Linked DNA regions of Mus musculus: all the other regions are linked to region 1. A link is a contact called in public HiChIP or PLAC-seq and promoter capture Hi-C data. All regions are on one chromosome and are shown on one strand. Each heading gives the region's core, a stretch centred on a gene start, on an enhancer-like site or on the middle of the called end of the contact. The rest is flanking DNA. Distances are from core to core; before and after follow the strand shown. Region 1 holds the start of Nfatc4 (nuclear factor of activated T cells, cytoplasmic, calcineurin dependent 4). Region 2 holds the start of Cenpj (centromere protein J). Region 3 holds the start of Ap1g2 (adaptor protein complex AP-1, gamma 2 subunit).

Region 1 (2,820 bases), core at 183-2,682:
GCCCTCTCCCGGCTCGGCCTCGGAACATTCTTCTCTCCCGCCCGCCAAGCTTCTCCTCCCTGCCCCTCCCGCCTCGCGGCCCTGGGCTTGCAGCCGGGGCAGCGCCGCACGTCACTGGGGTCCCCGGGGGCTGGGGGGGTCCCCAGGACTGGCTCGAGGGAGGACTGAGGGGAGGGAGGGGCGCCGCCTCCGCCGCCAAGGAGCTGAGGCCCGCCAGGCCAGCCCCCCTTCCCTCTGCCCCGCAGAGCCTGTTTCTCATTAGAGTAATGGGCGCGGTCCCCGCCCGGCTCCCGAGTGTTTGTAAACGTCTGACCAGAGGGCCGGCGCTTAACCCTTTAGGTGCTGGACTGGGGTTTGCTGTTGGGGGACGCGGGTCGGAGCCTGAGAGATTTAGAGACTGGAGATTTGCCAGGTTTATTAGGGAAGTTTGGAGCATGTGGTAAGCATGCAAGGAGAATGGTGACTGCTCCCCTGTCTTGCAGCGCCTCCAGTCCGAATCAAGAATCTCCCGTTCTATTCTTTCTCTTCCAAATGGGACCTCTTTATGCTCGCCCTTCCTAGAAACTCCTGACCGGGTCTTCCTTCCCTGCCCAGGTGACAGGTGTCCAGCCGGTGGGCCTAAGTTTTTAGCTTCTGGCCTTTTCTAAACCCGGCCAGGAATTTAGGATGGCCGGGAGCAGAACGTCTTGGGATCAGCGAGCCCAGAGATCTGCAGCTTTTGGGACGAAGGAGCCGACTATCTCCTCCAAGGCTAATTAATGGCCTATCTAGGTGGCTGGGACAAGGGTATCAGCAAAGCCTGGCCTGGATCTACGCCCAGCGGGCTATGGGCCTTCAAAGGCTTCCTGGGGTTCGAAAGTTCTGAGAGGCTTCTGGGACAGCTAGAAGTTCTTCATCTTAAGGGAATGGTGGGGGGTGGCTTGTGGAGGTGGTGGCTAAGAACTGCAAAGGCTCCTTGGAGGTCCAGGTAGAGTGGTCTCAGCGAGGGTGGAGGAATGGCCTCCTCTACAGAGCAGCTCAGAGCCTCTCTCAATCCCAGATCTCTCTTCAACTCAAGATTTGGATGGAAAGGACAGTGAGGTGCCCTTTCTTGGGAGATTTTGGCTATCCTGCTCTTCAGAATGTACCGTGGGCCTGCTACAATGGGGGACGGGTGACAAAAATATGGCCTCTTTAAGGCGAGGGGACCCGGACCTCCCCACCCCCTACGCTGGGACTAAATAGGCTGAGGTTTGGGCTTTCGGTGGGAAATGATTGTCACAACTGTGGGCCAATAGGTACCATTAGGGTTCTATAACGTTTGAAGGGACCATTTTCCAATTCAGTTTTTTCTCCCTCTTTGGAGGGGGTGGGACTGGAGAGATGACCGGGGGCGGGGGGGGGGGGAACTAGGGGCGCGTGGTTTTCCCATCTCATCCATGGAGGAGGGGCCGGTGCATCCCGGGTAACCAATCAGAGACAGGCTGGGGGGGGGCCGCTTTGAAGAAGTTTGGGAGAAAAAAGTTTGGAAAAGTTTCTATAATAACGAGGGGGCGTCCGGAGGGAGGCGGCAGCGACAGAAGAGGGGGCGTCTCAGAGAAAGGGAGGGAGGGAGCTACCCTCGCGTGAAGCTACAGCAGCGTCCAGAGCTTCCCCCTCCCACCCAGGCGGGACCTGGGGGCTCCGGCCGGATCCATGGGGGCCGCAAGCTGCGAGGATGAGGAGCTGGAATTTAAGCTGGTGTTCGGAGAGGAAAAGGAGCCCCCCCCGCTGGGCCCTGGGGGTCCTGGGGAAGGTTAGTGCGGGGCTGGGTAGGGGTCTTTTGGCCAGTGACCGAAGGGCCAGGAAATCTCCAGTTTGGGAGCCTGGGGTGTGTGAGAGGGTGAGGTGGGTCAGAGGATGAAGGGAGCTGAGGGACTACCAAGGCTGTGGAAGTGAGGCTGGGGGCCACGGCATCATTTTTTTTTCCTTTTTAGGTCCTAACTGGGGTGGGAGTGGGGGTGTTGTTGGCTATGCGCCGCCTGCCGGCTAGGCCGACTGTCTCTGGGATGGGGTGCGGAAGGGAACCTTGGCCCCCAAGAGCCGGAGGTGCCGGCTTGGGAAGGGGAGGTTTGGCCCTGGAGTTAAAGGCTTTAGGACCTAGGCCTGGTTCTGCAGACGCGACGCCTGGGGCTGGGGGCTCCCTCGGGCAGCGCAGGGACACCCCTCCCCCTCCCCCTGTCTGGCCGCAATGAGAGGCAGATGGCGGGGAACGAGTCGGGGGCGGCGGCCGCCGCTTGCACGGAATCCGCGCTGCCCGCTACCCCCTCTCCCCCCCCCCCCCGTTGGCTGGGCCCCGCACGCATCACCCTTCGACTGCACCCCCGCCCCCTTTGGGGGGGGCGAGGGAGGAGTCACCTCCCCTCGTCACCACAGACATGCCCCCATCCCTCCCACCCCCAGGCCACAGTTGCGATGGTAACTGGGGTTTCTGCCAGCACCATTTGGGGGTTTGGGAACCGTCGCTAATTGGGTTCATGTGTGAGTCGCCCCCAGCCCAGCCCAGAGCCTGGGCAAGCACACCTCCAGGCCTGGCTCTAGAATTCCCCAAACCACCCCAGCCCACCTGCCCAGGACCAGAGTGTTAGAGTATGAGGTCCTGGCATGCCTGTATCTCTTTTCTGTCTTGTGATGTTCAACTTTGCTTTTGTCCGGAGACTAGGGGAACCTCTCCTAGCTAAGCATATCAGGCTTCAGGGGCTGACCATCCGAGAAACGTAGACATTTCACCAGCTTCTCTCTCTCTCTCTCCCTCTACTTCCCTTCCATTTTGACAGAGCTGGACTCAGAGGATACCCCTCC
Region 2 (2,820 bases), core at 171-2,670, 750 kb after region 1:
GATACATAGCAAGTCCCAAAGACAGTGTGAGTGTAAAGTGAGAGACTGTCTTTAAAACAAAACAAAAGCAAGAAAACCCAGAGCTGGAGAGATGGCTCACAGTGGGTAAAGTGCAAACTGTACACGCCTGGCGATCAGAGCTGGTCCCGGAACCCACATAAAGGTGAAAGGAGACACTGACTCTACAAAGTTGTCCCCTGCCCTCCACACATGCAGAACATGCATGAAATCCAACACATATCATGTACACAACAATATTTGTAAAAGGTAATCTTAAAACTAAATAAATCTTAATTTAGACAGTAAACAAGCTGCAAAGAAAGTCACTCTGTAATGTGAAAATCGTCAACAATTCCCTGTTAGACTGAGCAAAGTGTAATAATGGTTTAGGGCAGCATCTTAACATCGTCTTCACACACACACACACACACACACACACACACACACACACACACCTTTTTTTAAAAAGCACTAAAACTTCCATACCTTTGCTACAAGTCCATTACTGTGGTCCTAAAACTATACGTACTGCCAGTTTTAAGTATTGAAATACTGATTCACAGTTGGGTATTGATGATACACACCTATAATACAGTGTTTGAGGTGGAAGGCTAGCTTGGGCTACATAACAAGCCCTTGTCTAAAGAACGCCAAAAATTTTCCCCTAAATTTGTTTTTTATTACTTATACGAAGGCCTAGGTAAACTACAAATAATAGACTGTCTAGGACAGTATGTTATGTAAACTCAGATATTAAAATCTGAGGTACAACACCACCTGCTTATGAAGTTGTAGTCATTACCGTAAGTTAATTGTACGTAAAGCTGCCTTTAAAAAAAAATCGACTAATTGAAAGCTTTGACATCTTTCTGTTCAAAACATAAATTATCTGCACTGGAGAAGGAGGAAGTTACGAGGAGACAATTCAGACCTTGATTGAGGAAGATACGAGGAGACAATTCAGACCCTGAAAACTTTCAGCTGACAGGTCCGCCTCCCCTGAAACACAACTCTTCTTGAAAGCAACAAAGCTTTTGGAGAAGCCGAGATAAGGCCTCCTGAAAGACTGCAAGCGGCGCCACTGCACCCGGCCCGGCGAGCGTGTCGCCCGGAACAGAAACACGCACCCCGGCCGACCCCCTTGAGGACCGATCCCCCGGGTGCTCGGAAGAACAAAGCGGGCTTAAGCCCCGGAACCACCGCCGCCCGCGGGCGCCAAGCCCTCCGCGCCATGCCAGCCCCAAAGCCCAAGCTGGCCTCTCAGGAACCGGGCGGCGGACGGGCTTCTCCGCTCCTTCCGCCCATCAGTTACCGTTCTTCGAAGAAACAGCTGTTCAGACCGCTCCGACCAGCGATAGTCACCACTTAGCTGGCCCGGCATTTACGAATGAGCCGCCACAACCATCGCTGCAGCCAGAGCCCCGCCTCCTGGACCGGCCCCGCCCAACTCTGGTCCAGTGACTCCTGGGAAATGTAGTTCCTACAGTCCGTGTGAGCTTGCGCGCAGGCGCCTCGGACACATGCAAACTACAACTCCCAGCAACACCGCCATAAACGTTGCTAGGGGATGCTCTATGCGCGCTCTTTTGCGGCGGGCACTGGTCAACAGCTGTTGTTCTGAAGTCAACCGATTGAGATCTGACCCCTGCGGTAACAGAGAGCGTACTCCATTGTGCCAGGAACACAGAGATTCAAACCGAATCTAAAAGACGACAGGTTTGGGAGAGTTTCGTCGTCTTCGCTTTTCTCTTTGAATGGGTTTGATTTAATAAAGACCTGTTTAAAACAAAAAAGTGACATTGGTAGGACGAATAAGTGAAGATAACCGTGGAAAAATTTACTCCGGAAATAATCATCTATTATGTGGCTAGTCGATGGCTGCACAAAGTGTGTGCATTCAGTGTTTAAATTATATGGAATATTGAAAGTGCAGATATTAAAATTATATATGGAATGTTGAGCGCAGATTTCACTGTTTATTTGTTTTGCCACCAGAGGGGTTCCAAAATACAGACATGACCCTTTAATCTAGGATGCTACAACACTTCAAGCTACCACAGTTTTTAGACTAGGTTTGAACAATATTGTAAACTAACATCTGTTTTTTAAATATATAATTTTACTATTTTATTTTTACTTTATGTGCAAGCATATTTTGCCTTCATGTTAGTATGTGCCCTGACGTGTGTCTGGTGCCTGTAGAGGTCATAGGGGCCATCTGATCCCATGATCCCATGGAACTAGAGCTACAGATGTTTGTGAGCTACCATGTAGGAGCTGGAAACTGAACCCAATCTTGGGAGAGAGAACAGCAAATGCCCATAACCACTAGGCCATCCCATTTTCTCTTCTCCGGTTGATCAAATGCTTGCCTAGTATGTTCTATCCTCAGCACTGTATAATCCAAAATTGGTGACCAGTCTCTCAGGTGGGGAAGGTGAATCAGAAATTCAAGGTCACCCTCCAATATAGAGTAAGTTAGAGGCCAGTATGTTAACATGAGATTCTATATAAAAAGGTCATCAAGAAGAATTGCCCTTTATACTAATTAGTTCAAATAAATCAATATTATTAAAGATAATTAAAATTTTGTACAGACACCTCAAACATGGAGACGGGAAAAGTTTTTGTTTTGCTTTGTTTTGTTAGGTTACATCATAGATGAAAAAGCCAAAGTTCAAAACTACCAAGATCACACACCTAAAATGTTGACAAGAGAATGGAGCTCAGTGGGTAGCAAAGACCTTGCCTGCTGTACCAGAGGCTGAGTTCCATCCACTGCCCTAAGCTGATTAGTCAGTAAATTAATAACTTAAGATG
Region 3 (2,820 bases), core at 233-2,732, 720 kb before region 1:
TGGTACTCAGAGTACACAGGGCCAGGCCTTGAACTGGCTGGTTCCCTTGGCTCAGGTCACTGTAAGGTTGGAAGGATGGTCAGTCAAGTCTGAGAAAACCAGTTTGTTGCAGTACTGATAGCAGGTAGCCCGCTGGAATTTTGCAGTTCCCCCTCTCCCAGCGCCCTGATTTCAAGTGCCCCAGAACCCTCTCACTTCTTGATGCTGTTGGTGATGAGCAGATGGGAATCGTGCCTCTCATCCAATAGAAGCATGGCCCCAAGGTAGCCCACCCTCTTGTCTGTGAATCTGGGGGAGGCGATCAGTTTCAGGCACTCCATCTATAGGGAAGGAGGCAGACCAGGAGGGCAGTGTGAAACCACAGGGCACTAACTTCCGGGCTACAATCTCCTTTAGGCCAGATTAACTTGTGAGGGATCATATTTCATCACTCTCTCTGTAACCAGAAGCTTAAGTGTGGATCCAGATGACAGCAGGCAGGTTTCAGGGACCTGTGTAGGAGTGGAGTCTGGAAAGGGGATGGGGAGGTGCTGAACGGGGCTGGCAAGAAATCACTAGTAGGGTGATAAAAGGTTCAGAAACTAAAGGATTTAGCTGGGTAGGGCGGGGCATGCCTGAAAGTCCCTACACTGAAACGGAGGCAGGGTTTTCTCGAGTTCCCAGTCCGGGCTATAGAGAACCTGTTTCGAAACAAAAAAACTGGAGGAAAAAAACAAAAACAAAAACAAAAAAACAAAAACCACAGCCTGGGTACAAACACAAAGGGGCGCACTGGCCATCTTCCTCAAAATTTGTAGCCATCCCAGGCCAGTACCTGTCCAAAGTGGGCGGGGTAGCCCAACATGTGGACGTAGAGCAGTTTGGCCAGCTGGCGATGCCTCTGCAGGGGATCCCCATCGCGGAAGGAGGCCCGAATTTGGGCGCACTCCTTCTGGATCACCTCCCGTTCCTGGGCCTGCGTCTTGGCCCCGCGAATCTCTTCGATTAGGTCCTGAAGTCTCAACGAATGCACCACCATCCTGGGGACAGAGCCCGGGAGTTGAAAAGACTTTATTTCAACACGTTCTAGCCGGTTGGATAGAATTGCCTTGTGCCAAGATCTCGAAGGGATTGCGTCCCACCGCCGCCCTAAAACTGTGCCCACTTTTACCTCCCACATGTACCCGGGGGCCACCCTCCCGCCTCGCAAGGACATCCCCACTACGCATGCGTCCTTGCTCCACCCTGTGGCTGTTTCTACTGAGCCTGCGCTACAGACCAGTCTATTTCTCGCTCTTCTTCCCGGACCAGTTTCTCCTCTCTAGTTTTCCTTCTGGTTCTCTGTACTATTCCCTTCGCGAGATTTCTTGCCCCCATTCCCACTTCAGAAGGCACTAGTTTCCCAGTCCCAAGCTCACCTGGCTTCGGTGTCAACTTTGCTCCTCTACCCCCCACCCAGCACTTCCTGGTATGGGACAGAGCTGGGGTTGGTGCTCGGTTCGGGGCCCTTCCCTCTTCCCCGCCTCTATCACGGGACCCCGCCCCTCTAGGGCCTCCCTGCTGAGTCGTCTTGACATTTCTGACCTCTGGCCTGTCTCTGGCACTTTGGTAAAGGAGCCTAGAATTGTTCCATGATTGTGGCTCCCCCAGGGGCCTCACTTTTCATCCACCCCACCAGGTGGCACTCAGAGAGCTTGAGTCAGAAGCCATCGCACCCCAAAGGAGATGACAGTCCCCCCCTTTTTGGAACTTTTTTATTAATATACTTTTTTTTGTTAAATTTCTTTGTTATTTTTTTTTTCCTGCAAGACTTGATGTTGGCGGCACTGTTGTATAACTTCAATCCCAAATTCCATGAAATAGAAATCAGAAGTAAAGATTGAGAAGGAAGGAAGGAAGGGAGGCAGGAGGAAGGCAGGCCAGGGAGTAAACAGAGGTTGACTAGAAAAATAAGAAGAGTGTGTGTGTGGTGGGCATTCCTGGGCAAGGCCATTCCTTGAGGAAGGGATTGATTGGCAGGCAGCTTGCCTCTGCCTCATGCAGGGTAGGAAAGTCCCCCGGGGTTCCACAGTCCCCTCTTGTACAGCTTTCTGTCCCCAGAGGGAAAGTTAGTCCCAGGGATCAGCCATAATCTCAAACAGGCTCTCCCCCCAACTCTCGTCCGGGGTTGACACCCACCTCTGCCCTGCCCTGTGTGGGGCAGCGGCTTCCTCTGATTCCCCGTTAGCTCCCATCTCGCAGGAGTCTACGCGAGGGGTTAGAAACTAGACTTGTGACAGCATCTGCTGCCCTTCAGCCCTCAACGTGTTCGCCCCACAACTGTCAGAGCTGAGGACTGGGGTCCTCGCTTGCTGCAGCGCCTCTAACCCTCTGCAGAAATGTCTTCTTCAGTCCCCTTAGGAATTTAATCAAAGGCCACAAGTGAGTCCAGACCAACCAAATAAATTTTCAGGGGGGCAGAGAAGGGTAGAGAGGTGAGTGGCAGAATCTGAAGAGGGGCGGGCTTGGTTGCACCAGATGGTTTTTCGTTGCTTTTCTCAATACTCTTGGCTTGGCGTGCCATCCTTGGTGGTTGGGAGAGGGACTGGTTGAGGAGGGCAGGAGAGGGAGCACGGGGAGTTTCCTGTTGTTCGCTCCCCTTTTCTCCCTCAGGGAAGATCAAAGTAGGCAAGAACTTAGGTAGGTTCTGGGAGGTAAGAGTGGAGGGTACTTTTCCTGCAGCTTTCCCTTGGGGCCAGTGAGCCCCAAGTGGCTCAGGCAGTGCCTTGTCTGGCCACCCAATCACTTCTTATGCATTTCCTTTCTCCCCTCCACTCAGATTCCAGGAGATTCCTCAGGACA

What was found. Promoter capture Hi-C pulls out the DNA fragments that hold promoters and counts their contacts. HiChIP or PLAC-seq counts read pairs in DNA pulled down with a chosen protein or histone mark.
Region 2: an H3K4me3 HiChIP or PLAC-seq map of bone marrow-derived macrophages shows a contact between it and region 1, with 6 times the contacts expected there. The contact joins the promoter of Cenpj here to the promoter of Nfatc4 in region 1. A contact is called at or near these places in 2 of 39 promoter capture datasets (both in liver), 1 of 484 Hi-C or Micro-C datasets (muscle stem cells) and 1 of 115 datasets of contacts at active chromatin or transcription factors (bone marrow-derived macrophages).
Region 3: a promoter capture Hi-C map of pre-B cells shows a contact between it and region 1, with 5 times the contacts expected there. The contact joins the promoter of Ap1g2 here to the promoter of Nfatc4 in region 1. A contact is called at or near these places in 7 of 39 promoter capture datasets (cranial neural crest, embryonic stem cells, liver and 3 more) and 2 of 115 datasets of contacts at active chromatin or transcription factors (both in embryonic stem cells).

Annotation. Positions count from the first base shown.
Region 1 is chr14:55,823,363-55,826,182 of GRCm38.p6, forward strand. It overlaps Nfatc4 (nuclear factor of activated T cells, cytoplasmic, calcineurin dependent 4), which reads left to right and starts at 1,433. Exons shown (of 10, transcript NM_023699.3): 1 at 1,433-1,774; 2 at 2,796-2,820. The coding sequence starts at 1,675. Gm41159 (a long non-coding RNA gene) reads right to left here and starts at 227. Exons shown (of 3, transcript XR_874646.3): 1 at 1-227.
Region 2 is chr14:56,570,426-56,573,245 of GRCm38.p6, forward strand. Cenpj (centromere protein J) reads right to left here and starts at 1,421. Exons shown (of 17, transcript NM_001014996.2): 1 at 1,313-1,421.
Region 3 is chr14:55,105,111-55,107,930 of GRCm38.p6, forward strand. Ap1g2 (adaptor protein complex AP-1, gamma 2 subunit) reads right to left here and starts at 1,483. Exons shown (of 22, transcript NM_007455.5): 1 at 1,398-1,483; 2 at 815-1,019; 3 at 196-320; 4 at 1-59. The coding sequence starts at 1,018. It overlaps Jph4 (junctophilin 4), which reads right to left. Exons shown (of 6, transcript NM_177049.5): 6 at 1,716-2,820.